Linked DNA regions of Mus musculus: region 1 is linked to region 2. Evidence: chromatin contacts called from public ChIA-PET data. All regions are on one chromosome and are shown on one strand. The core of a region is the stretch at or near the end of the contact, and the rest is flanking DNA. Distances in the headings are between cores, read along the strand shown.

Region 1 (2,700 bases), core at 178-2,677, 91 kb before region 2:
AATTCAAGCAGGGCAGAAACCTGGAGGCAGGAGCTGATGCAGAGACCATGGAGGGATGCTGTTTACTGGCTTGCTCATAATGACTTGATCAGCCTGCTTTCTTACAGAACCCAGAACCACCAGCCTATAGATGGAAACACACACAATGGGCTGGGCCCTCCAACATCAATTACTAATTAAGAAAATGCTCTATAGGCTTGCATACAACCTGCTCTTATAGCAGCATTTTCTCAATTGAGGATCCCTCCTCTCGGAGGACTACAGCTTGTGTCATGTTGACACAAATCTAGCCTTACAATGACTTTTCTCCCCTCAGAGTCTGCAGAGAAACCCCCAGCACTCTGAAAGTTTGCCAGCAGGAAGGAAGGTTCCAGGTCAGTTCAAGTTGATTTCTCCATGTCCTGCAAGGGAAGTGTGTCTTCAGCGAGAGAGACTCTTACCATCTGGCTATGGTGAGCAATGAAGAGCAATGCCAACAGCCTGTTTGCCACATCATGCTCCTCTCCAGGGATTGACCTAACTAGGGCAGCAAAGGAATGAAGAAAGGACAGACACAGAAAAGCTGAGAGGGGCGAAGTGTGCTCTGTGATGGAGAAGCTGCAGTACCCCCTGCCTTTGACAGCAGCGTGTTGAACATACATAGCTGAACAGGGAAGCAGAGTTATTGCATACTGTTGAAGCAAGGAGGCAGGTTTAGCTAATCTTGGTAGAAGCAACATGGGGAGGAGGCACTACACTTGGACATTTTCTGCACCCACTGTCAATATTTGTGCTCAGACAAGGACATCCATTTCCCTGAGCCTACTTCAAGAAAGACTTTACAATTCCTATAGGTCAAAAGCATTGGGATCCTTTACGTGGGCAAGCCCATTGTCAATACACATTTACTCAGGAGTTTACTCACTCAGAGCTCCCTCTGTTCCCCGGACCTGTGTTCTGTTGGTGGCCTCTGAGGCCTATCTGACCAATAACTCATATGGAGGTATCCCACTGGCACTGAAATTTTCATTTAATAACCCATGTTTTCTGTGGGGAACATTGAATAGAGGGTACCTTCATTCAAACTTTTAAACTATAAAGTATACATTATTATTTTGTATGTATGTGAGTGTCTTGCAAGCATGCATGCCTTTGCACTCTCTCTCTCTGTGTGTGTGTGTGTGTGTGTGTGTGTGTGTGTGTGTGTGTGAATCTAGGTGCCCACACAGGCCGGAAGCACTGAATTCCCCAGAGCTAGAGCTACCTGCCGTGGCTGCTGGAAACTGAACTAGGGTTCTCTGGAAAAACAGCAAATGCTCTTAATCACTGAATCATCTCTCTAGCTCCGTAATTTATATTTTTAATTAATACAAAGCACTAGGTTTCTTTTTTAATAAATAAAATCACTTTATTCTAATTAGCTTACAAACAAACACATCACACAGCTAAAGTGAAACCACTCAAACACTTAACCGATCCTAAATTCTATAAATCACAGTGGAAATACAGTTAGAAATGCCATTCATAAAGCAAATGGAATATCACTTAGGGTTTTACACATTTCTTATTCATTTTCATTCACTTATTCACCACAACAAAAGAAAAAAGTACAATGAAGTTGAAATTAGAAAAAGAAGTTTGCATGCGGCTTTTTCATACATGCCTACTTCCTTCCTTCCTCCACTCCCATCCGCTATGCTCCACCCTCATCCTTTTTTAACCCTTGAGCCCCAAGTAGTCTCCTCCTTTACTTTAATATCACATGCTCTACTATCCTCTCCCCCAAGTGAGGCTTCTTCCCATCATTTTCCAGTTTTCTGACCTCTATAGACATTCAAATTAAATACATAAATATAAAAATGTGAGGCTAGGACTCACATATGAGAAAGAACACGTACCATTTGTAATGCTAGGCCTGGGTTACCCCACTCAAGGTGATTTTTCTAGTTCCATCCATTTTCCTACAAATTTCATTTTGCTTTACAGCTGAATAAATTCCCGTTGTGTAAATGTACCATGTTTCATTATATATCAGTAGATAGGCATTTAAGCTGATTCCATCCCCTAGCTATTATGAGTAGATAGAGCAACAATGAATATGAATGTGCAAGTATCCCTGTTATAAGACATAAAGTCCTTTGGGTGTGTGCCCAGGTATAGCCCAGTCATATGGTAATTCTATTTGTACCTTTTTGAGAACAGTTCATACTGATTTCCATAATGGCTACACTAGTTTACACTCCCACCAATGGTATATTAAGGCTCCTCCTTTCCCTGAATCCTTGCCAGTATTTGTTGTTTTCTAGTTTTGTTTTGTTGTTGTTTTGTTTGATGATAGCCATTTTGACTGGGGTGAAATGAAAACCCAAAGCACTTTTAATTTGCCCTTCCCTGATGACTAATGATGTTGAGCACTTTTAAAAGTTTTTATTACTGACTCGTATTTCTTCTGAGAACTCTCTTTCCATTGCATAACTCCTTTTTTGAATGGGTTGTTTTCTTCCTTCCTTCCTTCCATCTTTCCTTCCTTGAGACAGGGTCTCACTGTGCAGCCCTGGCTGTCCTGGAACTCACTCTGTAGACCAGGCTGGCCTCAAACTCAAAGAAAACCACCTGCTTCTGCCTCCCAAGTGCGGGGATTAAAGACATAAGCCACCATGTCAGTCTTGTTTGTTTTCTTGATGTTTAGTTTTCTTGAGTTCTTTGTTTAGATACTAATCC
Region 2 (2,700 bases), core at 83-2,582:
GGTTTGAATAAGAATGCCCCCCATAGGCCCACTAGGAAATGGCTTTATTTGAAAGGATTAGAAGGATTAGAAGCCGGTGCACTGTTGAAGAACTTAAACCCAGTCATAATGTCTCCATTTAGAATTTGGAAGTAGCAAGTTACAGAAGTGGAAAGGTGACCATCAGTGTGGCTGAGAAGGTTAGGTAGACCCAGAACAGCCTCTAACCAAATTCAGAGCTTAAGAGTAGGGATCGGGGATTTAGCTCAGTGGTATAGCACTTGCCTAACAAGGGCTAAGGCCCTGGAGTCGGTCCTCAGCTCCAGAAAAAAGACAAAATAACAGAGGTTAAAGGTAGCTAGAGGGTGGAGGTATAGGTGCAGAAAGAGATTAAAAAAAAAAAAAGTTCAGTTGGAGACATGTTGAATGAGAAGCCATTGAAGATCAGAACAAGGAGAAGATCAGTATTTCAGAGGCCTGCATAGCTGACAGAGGAAACTAGCAAGACTGTCTGTGAAATGTACATAGAAAATGGAGAGAGTGCACCATAACCAATGAACACTGTTTGTTGTTACACAAGCTTCCCTCTCAACTCCCCAAGTGAGTGTGTCTTATTTTCTAATCAGATCCCTACTTGTTGATACTCTTTCTGCTTCTTATAAGGGCAATACATTTTCACTTTGCTTTCTTAGTGAAGGATGGGAAAATCTAGCGTCTTTCAAAACGATCTTTTGGGCGACCCCGAAACTCGAGGAAGTGGGTGAAAAGGGAAGGAATGAGGAAAAATATTTTTAAGAAAAGAAAAAGAGTCCGGGACGACCTCTAATCATTAAAGTTCCACCTCCCCACATCCTGCCACGCGCCGCTCTCCTGCGGCCGATATCGGACTCCTGATCGCAAGGTAGGACGGGAGATGTAGTCTTCGAGAACGACCAGGGTGGCACGATTCGAGAACTCAGTTTCCCAAGTGGCTCCTGAGGCGCGTGCGCAGATGGCTGCCCCAGCGAGTGGTAAACAGAGACGTCTGGCGGGGGCTGCTGCTTGGAGCAAAACAAAAGGGAAACCCGGGGGGCGGGGGGTGGGGGGGTCCGATAGGGGATTCAGTTCTGGAGTTGGGGAGGCTGGGGCCGCAAGAACCTTGACCCTCTCAAGAGTGACCTGGAGGGAAGAGGCGAGGGGAGGGAGAGCCAGGGGAGGGACAAGTGACGCCCGGGAGCGGGGCGTGGGGGAGGGCAGCGATCCGGGTGGAGGAAATTTGGGAGGAGTGTCCGGGGGGCAGCAACTTGAAAGGGGGAGGGAACTTCGCTGAGGAGACGTTCGGTGATGGGAGCGCAATGTATGAGGGGATACGGTGCCTCAGGTTTAAAAGAGCAGGAAGCTGAGTGAGAGGGTGCAGAAAGTGCCTTCGCTAGGCGGAGGTTACAGGTGGTGCCTCAGAGCGCTACTCTGAGGCTGCAGCCCGGACTCCGGAGGGGATCGGAGAACGGAGTGAAAGGGACAGTTTAGGAGCTAGAGTCCGGAGACGAGGGAGAAGTTCGTGACTTTCTGAGAACTGGAAAGAATGTGTTTCCCCCCTTGGGGGAGGCATGGTGAGGGACTGTGGCAGGCTCCACTGATCGCTGAGCTGCAGAGGTTCGACCCCACGTATGGATCCAGAGAATAAGAAGTCAGCCACAGGGGCTGCCGCGATCCTAGACCTCGATCCCGACTTCGAACCCCAGAGCCGTCCGCGATCCTGCACCTGGCCCCTTCCTCGACCAGACCTCGCTACGGAGCCACACGAACCGTCCGAGGTGGAGCCCAGTCTGGGACAGAAGGTACCCACGGAGGGACACTCCGAACCGATCCTGTTGCCCTCTCGGCTCCCAGAGCCGGCAGGGGGCCCCCAGCCGGGAATCCTGGGGGCTGTAACAGGTCCTCGGAAGGGAGGCTCCCGCCGGAATGCCTGGGGAAATCAGTCATATGCAGAACTCATCAGCCAGGCCATTGAAAGCGCCCCGGAGAAGCGGCTGACACTCGCCCAGATCTACGAATGGATGGTCCGCACGGTGCCCTACTTCAAGGACAAGGGTGACAGCAACAGCTCGGCAGGATGGAAGGTAAGTATGACTCCCTTACCTTCACGCCATCCACCCTTGGACCCCTCTAGTTACTCTCACTCCGGGGCCCCCCATTACCGCCTTTCCACCCCTTTGGAAAGCCCAAAGATCCACCTTTAATCTTCAGTTAGACAGGCATTTACTTAGTACATAGTATATACCACACTCTGAGCAGCTTGAAGCAGGAGGATCGGAGATGAATAAGACACTGTCCCTGCTCTGAGGAAAATCGAATTCTCTACTCGCTACTCAGCACTTTGGCTTGAGCTGCTCCAAACATTTATTCCCACAGAGAAGTCTTTATCCTATGTACAGCAGGAACTGTGTGGATTCTCCACCGGCACCTAGCCTTCCCTCCTCCCTCCCCTCCCACCCAACACCTTTTGGCCCATTCCTGCGGGATTACTCGGATTCCCTGCTCGCCTCCCAATACCTCAGTGAACAGAACTGTTCTACGATTGCTCTGCCCAAGAGGGAGTGGGCGGTGAAGGGGGGCAAAGTGGTTGGTATCCATGGGGAAAGGTAGCGACCTTGTGCACTAAGGAAAGAGGCCCGCAAGCTGCTATCTGCCTCAGTTTACCTTCTCCTGACGAAAATCCTTCCTTGTAAGGCGCTCTCCAAA

The links. ChIA-PET counts read pairs in DNA pulled down with a chosen protein or histone mark.
Region 1: a contact with region 2 is called in an RNA polymerase II ChIA-PET map of memory CD8 T cells, with 376 read pairs. The contact joins the enhancer-like site here to the promoter of Foxo4 in region 2. A contact is called at or near these places in 11 of 39 promoter capture datasets (the 3T3-L1 cell line, 3T3-L1-derived adipocytes, the C10 cell line and 6 more), 1 of 15 datasets of contacts at CTCF or cohesin (CD8 T cells), 2 of 484 Hi-C or Micro-C datasets (embryonic fibroblasts and nephron progenitors), 7 of 115 datasets of contacts at active chromatin or transcription factors (the 230-238 cell line, the SCID.adh cell line, effector CD8 T cells and 3 more) and 4 of 9 other capture datasets (adipose tissue, liver, macrophages and 1 more).

Annotation. Positions count from the first base shown.
Region 1 is chrX:101,162,269-101,164,968 of GRCm38.p6, forward strand. It overlaps a transcript of Snx12 not described here. Among named protein-coding and RNA genes, the nearest start is that of Gm24061, 22 kb to the left of the region's middle. Within about 2 kb of position 1,428, at least 18 of the 459 cell types and tissues checked have an H3K27ac peak or open chromatin away from gene starts, as enhancers often do. A contact at or near this core is called in the 230-238 cell line, CD8 T cells, the HPC-7 cell line and 1 more, where this site is marked.
Region 2 is chrX:101,253,196-101,255,895 of GRCm38.p6, forward strand. Foxo4 (forkhead box O4) reads left to right here and starts at 1,333. Exons shown (of 3, transcript NM_018789.2): 1 at 1,333-2,078. The coding sequence starts at 1,626.